2 separate regions of the Sus scrofa genome follow, and region 2 is linked to region 1. A link is a contact called in public Hi-C data. All regions are on one chromosome and are shown on one strand. The core of a region is the stretch at or near the end of the contact, and the rest is flanking DNA. Distances in the headings are between cores, read along the strand shown. Region 1 holds the start of HELZ (probable helicase with zinc finger domain). Region 2 has its middle 37 kb from the start of HELZ.

The links. A called contact is a pair of places that touch in the nucleus more often than the background predicts.
Region 2: a Hi-C map of liver shows a contact between it and region 1, with 2.4 times the contacts expected there. The contact joins the enhancer-like site here to the promoter of HELZ in region 1. A contact is called at or near these places in 1 of 5 promoter capture datasets (liver), 18 of 47 Hi-C or Micro-C datasets (alveolar macrophages, embryonic fibroblasts, epiblast stem cells and 10 more) and 2 of 2 datasets of contacts at active chromatin or transcription factors (alveolar macrophages and skeletal muscle).

Annotation. Positions count from the first base shown.
Region 1 is chr12:13,649,815-13,656,699 of Sscrofa11.1, reverse strand. It overlaps HELZ (probable helicase with zinc finger domain), which reads left to right and starts at 1,721. Exons shown (of 34, transcript XM_021066750.1): 1 at 1,721-1,817; 2 at 3,139-3,194. LOC102161720 (a long non-coding RNA gene) reads right to left here and starts at 1,607. Exons shown (of 2, transcript XR_001299812.2): 1 at 928-1,607.
Region 2 is chr12:13,688,659-13,695,234 of Sscrofa11.1, reverse strand. No RefSeq gene overlaps it. Among named protein-coding and RNA genes, the nearest start is that of HELZ, 37 kb to the right of the region's middle. Within about 2 kb of position 2,979, at least 41 of the 83 cell types and tissues checked have an H3K27ac peak or open chromatin away from gene starts, as enhancers often do. A contact at or near this core is called in alveolar macrophages, epiblast stem cells, fetal liver and 6 more, where this site is marked.

The DNA.
Region 1 (6,885 bases), core at 472-2,971:
ACTCATTACCTCGCTCTCTCCCTCACCGCTGACCCCGGGCCAATCCCTTAATGAGTCTACACCCCACTCTTCTCATTTGGCCGGGACAATTGCCTGGTGGAATTTTTAGCTCCCCGGGGGCAGGGCTTATGTCAGCAATCGTCCAGGTTCCTCGAGAGAGGCTTCTCCTAGGGTCTGGAGGAGGGTAAAACCCCTGTGTGGACCCCAAGGCCCCAGACTCTCTCCAGGCACCCCAGGGGGGTTTTAATGCCCGTGCTTTCTTCTAATTTCAGAACCTTTCAACAGCATTTTATACACAATTCAATTTCGCAATTCCTGAGGTCCTGGAGGATTCTCCCTTGGACACCTCATGGTAGAAATTTGCTTGGGGAGGTGTGTGTGTGGAGGGGGGGGTAGAAGCAACCACAGCAGGCCCCCAAAGTTTGCAAAGCAGAGATCAAAGGCAATGGGAAGTGAAAGCGCCGAGGACTGAGAAACCTGCTCCAGGGGCAAGGGGACCCGGGCGCTAGGGGGGCGGGCCAGTGATGTGCTCGCCCGCGCAAACACAAGCGGGCAACGAGTAATGGGGGAGAGAGCTCAGCTCCCCTGCAATGAGCTAACCCGCCGCAGCAGAGGCTCAGGCGGCGCGCAAGGGCTACGGGGTCGCTCGCCTGGGTCCCCGGGCTGGCGTCTCAGCGCCGCCTACTTCCAATGTATCCTGTCGCAGACAGGCAACTCTTGAGCATCCCCCAACAAGCCTTGGGCGGGAGTGGCGCCCGCAGTCCTCCTCTCTCCCCATCGCCTGAGCTCGCCGCCCAGCTAAGACCCGGCAGGTGGACTGGAGCGGACGCACTCTCCTCCCGGCCCCAGCCCCCCTCCGGGACCCTCTCCCAAGCCGGGGTGGCTTCCGCGTCCCAGCCAACGCCCTCAGCCTGCACCCCAAGTTACCTGCCCCGGGAAGTCCCAGTTCGCACGCAGTCCGGACTGTAAAAGGGTGGATTCGGCAGAGCCCAAAGCCACATTCCTAGGGGAGGGGTCCCCACCTAGAGGGTTATGGATCGCGTTACTGGTCCAGGGGAGGAGACAGCGGAAGGGAGAGTAAACAGCGGTAAAAGTTGCATTTAGCTTAGTATCCCCCTCCCCCTCCCCAACACGCTGCGATGCCGGTTGACTCGGGGACACAGTGTCCGCCCAGATCCCGGAGCCCGACAGCCCCGGAGCGGTTTGGCCGGGCAGAGGCACCTTTCCGTTCGCGGAGGCCGCAGTCAGAGTGCAGGCTGAGCTGCAAGGGCTGCCGGGCTCCGGGGCCCGGAGGGCAACCCTAGGCTTCCCGGGGGCAGGAAGCAGAAGCCCGCCGCCGGGCACCAAGGATCTAGAGCAATAACAGACGCATAAATGCGCATAAATAAATCAATGAGCAGCTCTTTGCTGGCAGCAGCAGGGAAACCTCGGGCTGATTAAATGCAGACGTGGGGTGTCTGCCAGGACAGGAGGGCGGCGGGGCAAAGGGAACAGGCGTGGAGGCGAGGGGCGGGGGGAAGGGAGGCCAGGGGCAGAAGCAACCGGTAAGACCTAAAGCCACGTTTTTAAAAAAGGGGGTGAATTGTAAATGCAAACGGTCGGGAGCGGGGAGGGGGGGCGGGCTGCGGGCGTCGGGGCTGGCCCGCCACCCGGGGCAACTTTCCGGGCGGGAGGTGAGGCTGGAGGGGCGGCGCCGGCGGCGGGAGGCGGGAGTCGGGGGCCGAGGGGGGGAGTCACTTTAAAGGCTCTTTCTTACCCATAATGCTTTGTGGGGACGTTGACAAGTGGATCCAAGATGGCGTAGAAAGTAATGACAGGTAAGTCCTGACTTCCCCCTTCTCTGCCGCTGGGACCGCTCCGCGAGCTGCCGGAGCCCTCCGGGGAGGGGACTGGACACCCCTACGGTCCCCGGGCTCCCGGGAGGGGCGGCCCCGGGGCGGGCCGGGGGCCCAGGCGGCCCGCGGCGGGGCCTGGGAAGCGGGGCTCTTCGAGGCGAGGCCCGGACGCTGGGGCTGTTTACAGCTTCTTCCCCTCCTCGGTCCCCTTCCCCTCCGCTGGGGGCCGCGGCGCCCTCGACCCAGGCGGTGAAGGGGACCTCGCAGACCCGGGCCGCGAGCCTGCGGGAGGTTCGTCCAGCCCCAGGCACTTCGGGAGGGGGAGTCGAGCCTCCTCGCACGCTCCCCTCCTCCGGGTCGCGGCTGGGGGTGGGGAGCGTGCGGGCCTCCCACGCCCCGCTCGATTGCCCCCTCGGGGTTCGGACTTCTACTCGAGGTGGGGGCGGGGGCCGGAGGGTGGGCGTCGGCAAAAGTGGGTCAGGAGTGCGCCCCCTCCCCCGCGGAGGGCTCTTGCCCCAGCTTCACTTTCTTCACCCCTTTCTCCGCCCCCTCCTCGGAAATTCTCATTGGCCCATAAACACATCAACAAAAATAAAAACAGACTCTCCTTTCCTGGAGATTCCTTGAAGACTCCCCTTTTCCAGAGCTAAGGGCCTGCATTTTTATCTAGGGAACTTTGATTCTTCTCCCCCCAAATTATTGGAGTCTGCTACACCCTCCCCTGTTGAGAATCCTCCAGCTAGGACTGGAAATCAGCATCTTAGGATTCTTCTTGGGTTGAGATCCTCAGGTTTTGTTTGAAACTCAAAATCGTTATCCTTCTCCCTTAGCACTTACACTTTTCAGGCAAATCATTAATATAATATGTATAAATCCAGAAACAGTGGATTCCTAGAGCTGGGGGCGGGGAGGGAGTGGGGGATGAATAAGTTGTCCTGGCTAGTTTGTTCTTAATTTTACCCTCTCTTAAACTCATGTTAATGAATTTCTTCTTCATTTCTTCTTTTGTTTTTTTGAAAGTCAAGTCAGTCAGTGCTGTTTAAGAGATGACTAGAGATGACTTTTTATGTTTTTGGATTTGAAGAGCATTTTATAATCTATTTTATCACACAGAGAGGAAATGTTTTTATTTTAAAGTAAAACAAACAGACTCACTTACAAAGCTGCATACTGTACCGTTTTGGTAACTTTTTCCATTTGAAATTTAGGTGCTCTTTCACTTCAAGCTGATAAAATATTTGCTACCTAGCATGTCTGTTACTGGTGTTGTATAGACACATTTTACTTTTTCTATTTGCCTCAGGAATTGGATGAAGTAATTGATCACTAAAGAACTACAGTGCTGGTGAGATGTGTAAGGTGAGACTGCGGTTAAAAATGATTTACCTTTTTTTCTTCTTTATTTTAATCAAGTCCTAAGGGTGAGACCGAGACTCCGTAATGTGATGGGGCCATCTTTAGTTCCAAATCACTGACTTAGAGGGTGTAGAGGCAGGAGTAGGTTTAGGAAGGCAAACTGTGTCAAGTGTATCAAACTTCAGTGACTTCAACATTCTCAACCATAGTGGGGCTTATCCAGAGTCAGATGTTATTCGCAGCCATCCTTGATCTGTATCTTCACCAGGGGTAATTATAGTTTGCCTATTTAAATTTCCTTTTGTAACTTTAATTGAATGTCTTAATTTTATCTTTGTTTTGGTGTCCATCGCTTACTCTGCATTGAGTGTTAGTGATTGTGTATGTGGATGTTGTCTGTTCGAAGTTTATAGAACTCCTGTAAAGTACACCCTTTCCACTGGAAAGAATTACCTTATGCACATCTTGCTTCTATTTTCTGTAAAATGGAATAGTACTTGTCTCTCTCATAATTATTTTGAAATAAAAATGGTAGTGTTGTGTTTTGGTTAGCCAATTAGGGATAAGACTGGTTTGTCATTATTTTCTGGTCACGTGTAGTGTGTGAATTCAAAGTGTTGCTTTATTTAATCTTACTTAAAGGCTTTGAATTTATAGGATGTTATTGGTATAGTGTCAGTGCACAGTTAGTGTTCCCTACTGGGGAGAAGGAGAGAGCTTTGCTAATTTTACATTTTTCACAAACAATTTTCTCAACTTTGAAAATATTTTACTATGGTTTATTGAGAGAATGTAAGTCTTTTTTTTTTTTTTTTTATTTAACACATCTGGGCAGCCTTTGTATTTTGAAATCCACTTACAAACTTTTCATTTCTATCACACATTTGTTTTATTTTTTCCAGATTGAGGCATACAATTGATATTTTTGCCTTAAAAAAAAAACTTGGGAGAGGAAAGGGGACACAAACCAAGATCCTTTTGTAAGTGCACACACCACATTTGCCTGTGTTTGAAACTCAACGGTGCTTGTGTGTATCACATATTTTAATTTTTTTCTTGTCAGAAGAACAAATATGGATTTTTAAAATTTACTTAGTTATTTGAACCCTCTAGTGCTTTATTATTTATTATTATTATTTGTTGCCCCATGGCATATGGGCATATGGAAGTTCCTGGGCCAGGGATCAGGTCTGAGCCCTGACTGCAACCTGCCAGGCAGCTGGGGCAACACCAGATCCTTAATGGACTGTGAGGGGCGGGGATTGAACCCGCTTCCCAGTGCTCCAGAGACACCGCGGACCCCATTGTGCCACAGTGGGAACTACTAAAATTTATTTTCAGCTTACAGGTGATAGAGGCGTATTCATGACTTAGACCTTCCAATCTGTACCTTTTATCTTTTTTTTTTTTAGTGTATATATTACTTTGTAGGAAGAACTAGTGATCTACTTTTTGGCCTATGGAGCTGTTTCTTTATAGTCTAAAAGGGAATATTTAGAAATAGATGATCTTGTGTGGCTAGTGTTGTTTGGCCTGAATTGTGTCAAGACATTTTCCATAATTTTCGCACGTGTAGACCAAGTGAGTGTTAGTATTCACTTCAAAGTGAAGTTGGTGGTTGGCCACCAAACAGGTTGTTACACAAAGCATTCTAAAATGGGAAATACCATAGTATGGAAGGTTGTGGTGAAGTAGGAGTCTGTGTCTTTGAGCTGAATAAAGACATAGCTTTTTTAGTCTGTCCTTTTGGCTGGGAAGCTGGGACACTATTTTTAGGTAAGGCTGTAGTTTTTGGGAGTCAGTAAGTACCTCTCTATCAGCTGGTACACTAGATTTTTGCAATTGTTAGTAAGAAGTTTCATTTCTAATACCATAAATACTCAATCCACATTGTTTTAAAGTCTGTATGCATTTATGGACAGTACAGTGTTTAACCGGTGAGGGGAGTGATGCCAAAATAACAGGAGAAATCATTCCTCCTTGCAAAGGGCTTTGTGTAGTTTAAAAATATACAGCAGGAGTTCCCGTCGTGGCGCAGTGGTTAACGAATCCGACTAGGAACCATGAGGTTGCGGGTTCGGTCCCTGCCCTTGCTCAGTGGGTTAACGATCCGGCATTGCCGTGAGCTGTGGTGTAGGTTGCAGACACGGCTCGGATCCCGCGTTGCTGTGGCTCTGGCGTAGGCCGGCGGCTACAGCTCCGATTAGACCCCTAGCCTGGGAACCTCCATATGCCGCGGAAGCGGCCCAAAGAAATAGCAAAAAAAAAAATAAAAAAAAAAAAAAAAAAAAAAAAAAAAAAAAATAAAAATATACAGCATATTCATGGAAGGCTAAGAATATTGCAGAGGGACCTACAAATAAGTAGATCTGATCTTACACATGCATTTTTATTCTCTGTTTAAGAACTAGGTATGGTATTGCTACTAAATGCGAATTAGTTTATAATTGTTTGTCAGACTATATTAAAGACCTCAAATACAGGCTCAGCACAGGAAATAAGATCCCTTGCCTGTTGTTTTAAATGCATACAAGATTGTGGGGCAAGTTTATCAACTTGTTGGTGAACAAGAGGGAGGGTGGAGCGACTTCTGGGATTATAAACAAATTGTTATGGTTGTTTATCTTCATAAACTTAGATAACTGTACGTGCAAATATAAGTTGGTTTCTAAGTAATATCTGAAGGTGTTTTCTAGGAGAGAACTATGATATGTGTGGAGAGGGTGGCCATATCAGCTTATAGGTAGGTCATTATTTAAATAATGTAGCATTGGCTAGAAGCAGCATACAACTTTGTGGTCTGTCACTGCAAGGGTGGCTGGAATAATATTTGGAGTAATTCTGAATTCAATAGAATTAATATTCCTCTTTCAAAAATTGTATTGTATAAATCAACTATACATCAGTAAAAAATAAATTCAAAAAAGAAAAATAATATTGTAGGTGTAACACGAAGACTTTTACTTTTTATATATATATGTATTTATAAGTGTGCATATATATGTATGTATATTTTAAGCTATCAATTGTTTAAAGCAAATTAAGAGTTTTTCAACATACTACCAAGTAGTCATGCCAGCTCGTTTACTTGTGTAAATTGTACTTGGTCACTTTCTCCAAGAGCAGGAAGTTGTCTGGTAAAGCTAGAGTTTGTGTAGTCAACTTGCTTTCAGCTCCAAAAAACCCTGATGCATCATTAGGTTTTTCAAAGAATGCATGGCATATTTTTTGACTGAACCATTCTGAAGTGTAAATGTTTGTGATTTTTGCTATTTCTGTGCCACATTTTAGGTGTTCTCGGCACATCTGAATTTGCCTTTTTACTTTCTTCTGAGGATATTCTCCTTGTGGTGAAAGTATTCCTGTGAGGCAAGCTTCTTGTCAGTAGGCAATATATGTACCTAATATAGTTTAAAAAATTATTTATTTTTGTGTAAAACGAATGCATTCCATGGTAAACAAATTTGAGCAGCACTTAAGTATGTAAAGTAAAATAGATTTAAAAAAGCCTCTGTTCTCCTTCTTCCAGCCTTAGTCCTGCTTCCCATAGAAAACAGCTGGTGTCACTTGGCTTCTGGAAGACCTCTTTTTCACACTGGCAGTAGTGAAAGCAGAAGGGAAGAAGGCATGGCCACTGAACCAGTTTAGATGTTAGGCTGGGACTTTTTTGCCCTTATTTCCTGTGGTGTTAAGT
Region 2 (6,576 bases), core at 1,730-4,229, 37 kb before region 1:
AGGGCCGCACCTGCGGCACATGGAGGTTCCCAGGCTAGGGGTCAAATCGGAGCTATAGCCACCAGCCTACACCATAGCAATGCCCAGATTTGAGCTGCGTCTGCGACCTACACCCTACATCACAGCGCACTGCAATGCCGGATCCTTAACCCACTGAGTGAGGCCAGGGATCAAACCCACAACCTCATGGTTCCTTGTCGGATTCATTTCCACTGCGCCACAAAGGGAACTCCTTAACTTTTAATTTAAAACTTATTTTTATAGAGAATTCTCCTGTGATACAGTAGGTTAAGGATCCAGGATTGTCACTGCTGTAGCTCTGGTTGGTATGATGGCACAAATTTGATCCCCGGCCTGGGAATTTCCGCATGCCAAAGGTGCAGCCAAAATATAATATATATATATATATATATTTTTATTTGGTTGTTTGTTTGTTTGTTTGTTTGTTTTGCTATTTCTTGGGCTTCTCCAGTGGCATATGGAGGTTCCCAGGCTAGGGGTCTAATCCGAGCTGTAGCCACCGGCCTACGCCAGAGTCACAGCAACTTGCGATCCGAGCCACGTCTGCAACCTACACCACAGCTCACGGCAACGCTGGATCGTTAACCCACCAAGCAAAGGCAGGGACCAAACCCGCAACCTCATGGTTCCTAATCGGATTTGTTAACCACTGCGCCACGACAGGAACTCCCTATTTGGTCTTTTTTGCTGAATCCTTAACCCACTGAGTGAGGCCAGGGATTGAACCTGCATCTTCATGGATCCTAGTCAGTTTCGTTTCTGCTGAGCCACAGTGGGAAATCCCTGCACTGAAACTATTTAATACCTATGTTAGGACATTTCAAGTATATAACCCATTATTAGGTATCATTAACAGTTGTTACCATGCCAAAACTTGTTCTTCTTAAAAATTGAAAGTGTGTACCCTTTGACCAACATCGCCTCATTTCCCCCACCCCACCCTCAATTTTTATTGTTTTTAACAGTTTTATTGACATACAATAAACTTACATATTTGAAGTGTACCCTTTGATCCGTTTTCAGATCTGCCTGCATGCTTGCAAGCCACCCATGGCCTGTGGAAGTTCCTGGACCAGGGATGGAACCCATGCCACTGTAGTGACGACACCGGATCTTTAATCCCCTTCACCACAGGAGAACTCCAGACTTCCCTTAGTTTTTGTTCTTGATTTTGATTTTTTTTCCTGTTACAAACACAGCTGCTATAAACATCCTTGAATCCCTACCTCGATGGGCTTGTTCTCTTAAAAACATAAGGCCTCAATGACATTTCGCTTCTTATCTTCTTTAACGTCCCAGTTCGAATGACCTGTCAGATACCACGCATGCACCACCTGAGAACTTTGTGGCCTCCTCTGTCACTTTTCCAGCCACCAAGGCGCTGATCAGTTCTATGTAAATGCAAATAATTTCAAGCTGATGCGGCCACACCATGTCCTGCCCTGGGGTCTGGTTCTCCATGTCTCTCCTCCTGCCCTAGGGCTTCCACGCTGACATAGCAGGACCCTAGCTTGTCCCTCACATGAGCCCGTGCTAGTGAGTGACAAGGAGGGGGAGCGAGAAGAGAGAGGGAGCTAGAAGGAAGTGCGGTTGCTTCCCTCCTGACATACTGTCCTAAGATGCTGGTTATGTGACTTCATAGAGGACAGTCCCCCAGGGTCCAGCAGCCAACCACTTTGAGCACCTGGCAGGTTTAAGGATGCATCTTCCAGAGTTCCTGTTGCAGCTCAGTGAGTTAAGAACCCGACTAGCATCCATGAGGATACGGGTTCAATCCCTGGCTGTGCTCAGTGGGTTGGCGATCTGGTGTGGCCCTGAGCTGTGGTGTAGGTCACAGATGAGTCTTGGATCTGGCATTGTTGTGGCTGTGGTGTAGGCCGGCTGCCGTGGCTCCAATTCGACCCCTAGCCTGGGAACCTCCATATGCCGCAGGTGTGGCCCTTAAAAAAAAAGAGAGACACAGAGAAAAAAAAAGAATGCACCTTCCTCCTGCGGTCCTCGCTCCCTGGGTCCCTCACCCCTGCTCCCTGACGTCGCATTCTCTAATACATTAGTTGCACGTAAGCTTTGGCCTCAGGCTGTGTTTTCCGCGGAATCCAGGCTAAGACAGTTGGTATTTTCCACATGATTATACTGACTTTAAATTGAGCCATCTGTAAATCTTCCTAGTGATCAACCTCACGATAAAATACTGAATTCCCGGGATTGTACATGACGGTCTATAGCAAAGGCAGACCTGCTCTCTACTCTTCTGGGTTAAGAGACATATAAGAGGACCAGGGGGCCAGAAGTGGCAGAGACTTTGACACAAACGTTTCCTGCAGCCTTACGCACTGTGTCCACAGCAATACCAGATCCTTAACCCACTGAGCAGGGCCAGGGATCGAATCCACATCCTCAGGGATACTGAGACACAGTGTAACCCGCTGAGCCACAATGGGAACTCCCAAGCTGGATTTCTAATTAGTTTGCTAAAAGGGGCCAAACTTGAAGTGTCAAAGGGCAGTTAATCTAGGAGTTCCCTGGTGGCTCAGTGGGTTAAGGACCTGGTGTTGCCACTGCTGTGGCTCAAGTTGCTTCTGTCGTTCTGGTTTCATCCCTGGCCTGGGAAGTTCCACATGCCACGGGCATGACCAAAATTAAAAAAAAAAAAATCAAGTAATCGAATGGTTCTTTTAGGGGAATATTTAACTTTGCCTCACATTTACTAAACAGGTTAAAAATTCCCTGGGTCGCTTCTGCACCCCTCCCATCTTGCTTCTCTCTTTTTTCCTGTCTCCTTCTCTTCCTTAGAGGTATGCAGGAAAAGAGGGAGAAAAGAAGGTCATAAGTATTCCCTCCAATATTTTTCAAGTTTTTTTTTTTTTTTTTTTTTTTAAGGAACTCAAGACTTCCTGAAGAAGCCAGTCAGGCCCTTAGAAGCCACTAGGGGGCAGCTCTGCTCTGGGGTCCCGGCCGGCTCTCCCACCACCTTGGTTGTCACAGAGAAGGTCTGAAATCCCTTCCGCGGCCGCTCCTGGTCTCCAAAGGCGAAGCTGGGCCTGGGCTGGGTAGGTTCTCAAACAGCAGGAAACAGCTGCCAGCTCCGTTTTGGGGCTTCAGAATCGCCCAGAGCCTTGGTGCCAAGCTCAGGCGCAATGAACCGGGGCTGCAGGAGAGGCAGGGGCTGGAAGGAGAGGGAGGAGGCAAGGGGGCGGAAGGATGGACGTTTTCCTTCCCAGCAAGGCAAGACCCAAGCCCAGGGTTGGTGATCCCACTCCCCAAACCCAGCGGGGAATCAGGGAGCCGGACTCACTGAGCTTCTCCTGGACAGGAAGGGGCGTTCCTTCCACGGGTCTTTTATCAGTCCCTGCCCCTCAGCAGACAACCTCCTGCCCGCCCAGTTGAGGGGGAGGGGCTGTCTGTGCTGGGTGTGTGTGTGTGTGTGTGTGTGTGTGGGTGGGTGAGGTGGGGGTGGTCAGGCCACCCAAGATGGCCGTTCTCTTGCTCCCTGCTCCCCAGTCCCTGCCTGACCTATAGCTCCTCACCTGGCTGACCATCCCTCTTAATCACAGAACCTAATCAGTAGATGCCTACAAATTTGCCCCACCTAGTGAGTGTGCCGATCTTTAGATCAGAACTCCCTCCACTGTGAGAGTTTATCAAAAGGGCGGTGAGGGGGCTTGCGCCTCTGCTGGTTTCCATGGAAACTGATGAGCCAACCTGACATCCATTCCCTCTATTAACTGCGTCCCCCACCCCTGGGGGCAGCCTGTCCTGCCTGATGTCTGCTGTCCAGAGTGGGGGTGTGGCCCCAGGATCCTTTTGCGTCAGATGGGTAAGGTCCCCCATCCATTACATCATGGATGTCTCTCTTGGCGGCTCCGGGCTCTTTCTTGAGGCTGGGCAAGTACAGGGCTTGCAGGCCGTGGGGGGGCAGCCCACCCGCGAGCCTGTATGTGCTACACCCAGAGGTGGTAAGCAGCAGCCCTCGCTTTCCCCACCACACACCCCTCCAAGGCCAGGGCCCATTTCTAGGGTTCACTCAGATTCAGCCTCACCTGTACCTCCTCGCTTATTTTTTATTTTGCTTTTCAGGGCCACGCCTGTGGCATATGGAGGTTCCCAGGCTAGGGGTCAAATCAGAGCTACAGCTGCCAGCCTATACCACAGCCACAGCAACACCAGATCCGAGCCACATCTGTGACCTACACTGCAGCTCACGGCAACACCAGATCCTTAACCCACTAAGCAAGGCCAGGGATGGAACCCTCATGCTCAGGAGTACTAGTCGTGTTCTTAACCTGCTGTGGCACAACGGAACGCCTCTCCTCGCTTATTCTTGACTCTTAGACCATTCCCCCCCAAGCAACTGGAATATTCTCAATGCCACCTTCTAAGGCTCCCTCCAGCCCACTCGGCTGTAAGATAAGAGTTCTGAGGAAGCTACTTGAAGTGATAAAGAGGCCATGATTCTGCTGTTCTGAGGTGACTGTGAAACAGCTTCACCACAGTGTTTATGTGAAGAAAATCCATTCTTTAGGAAATGAAGGGCTACCCCAAAAAGCCAAAAAACAAAAAACAAAAAACAACCCTGAAAAACAAATCCTAATGATAGTTAAAAAAAAAAAAAAAAAAAAGCCAAGACATGGATTTCTGTGGAATCCAGAGATTACTGTACCATCCCAGCTCTGTCCTGTTTCTTGGGATGAGCTCAGTTTTTCCTTCCATGGAACAGGCCAGATGTTTCCAAAGGACGAAGTGTCTATGTCATTTTCCACCGTGGTGGCTGGTGTGAGCCCCATGGTCCCAGCCTGGCTGCTGAAGGGGGCAGGAGGGTGTGAATTGAAGCAGAAACCAACCAGCCCCCTCCCCCCACCGCCCCCAACCCGGGTCACCGTCTCAGAAGTGTCAAGAGGTGGAGATCTGAGTACTGCCAACTGGGAGAGCCTCTGTGGGAACATTCCCTGGGATGCCAGGCGAGGGGCGTGGGGCAGGGGGCAGGGGCCTGAAGGAATTCTGCTCTGGGAGTTTGGGCGACGTTTTCCCGGGGGAGAAACACATCTGCTGCTATGTGTCTTGCGAAGGAGGTCTGCAGGCAGGGAAACCCGTGTCACTCTGAGAGAACCAGAGCCGGGGAGGCCTCAGGCTCCCTCTTCCCCTCAGCAGCAAGCGGGCTGCAACCGCCAGATATTTCCAGGAGCGCTCCCCACCCATTTTTCCGCAGCCCACACCTTCCCCCATGCGAGGGGCTCCTGGGTTGATGGAGTTCAGAATGTGTTTATGGCTCTCTAATCACACATTCTAGCTGCAGGAAAATTTAAACACAGAAGCAATGGGAATGAGAGATAAGTAATTACCTGTTATCCAACCACCAGGAGAACATCACTGATAATACTGTAATGTATTTCCCCCAACGCGGTCTTTTTTTTTTTTTTTTTTTTTGCCACGCACATGCCATGCCCAAGTTCCCAGGCCAGGGATCGAACCCATGCCACAGAAGTGACAACACCAGATCCTTAATCTGCTGAGCCACCAGGCAACTCCTATTTCTTCCTGGTCTTGTTTTTCAATGCATGCTTGAAAACATTTTTGTAAACACAGATGAGGAGTTCTCATCGTAGCTCAGCAGAAATGAATCTGACTACTATCCATGAGGACACAGGTTCGATCCCTGGCCTCGATCACTGGGTTAAGGATCCAACGTTGCCATGAGCTGTGGTGTAGGTCGAAGACGCAGCTCGGATCTGGCTTTGCTGTGGCTCTGCCGTAGGCCAGCAGGTATAGCTCCGATTAGAGCCTTAGCCTGGGAACCTCCATGTGCCGAGGGAGCAGCCATAAAAAGCAAAAACAAAAAAACAACCATAGATGAGAGAAGAGTTCCCGCTGTGGTGCAACAGGGCGATTGGCGTCCTGGGAACCCTGGGATGCAGGTTCGATCCCTGGCCCGTCACAGTGTGTTGAGGACCCACCGTGGCCACAGGTTCAGCTTAGGTTGCAACTGCAGCTCTGATCTGCTCCATGGCCTGAGAACTCCATATGCTGTGGGGCGGCTCAAAAAATAGAAACAAAAGAAAAAAAAACTAATCATAGATGATATATATATATATTTATAATCTATCACATACTATATAGATATAATTATATATATATATATATATATATATACATGTAATCTTTTTAACTTGACTTTTTCTTTGAAGGTTGCATCATGAGCCTTTTTGCCACGGGTATTGCCCTTTTGAGAGAGCTGCTCAGACGTTAGGGAAAGCGAGCAGACAGAGCCTGCGGAGACAGGCTGCCTCTCTCTTTCCCTCGCTGAGAAAGCCCAGGGTTTCCGCCGTCGAGAGTGACAGAGGCCTGGATCTTACCCCAGCCTGGTGCTCCCTTCCAGCGTCAGTCTGAGCTGTTTGCCTGCTCATGCCAAGCTTCCTCCCACGGGGCCTTCTGAAGCTTTCCACAGCTTCAACATCAACGATACTTTTGTCTGCTCCCCGTGGGGGAGAGGGCTGCATAGTCTGCTTTTTGTGTCCTTGATGGATCCCGCCCAAGTTCGACGGACCCATATACTTGCTC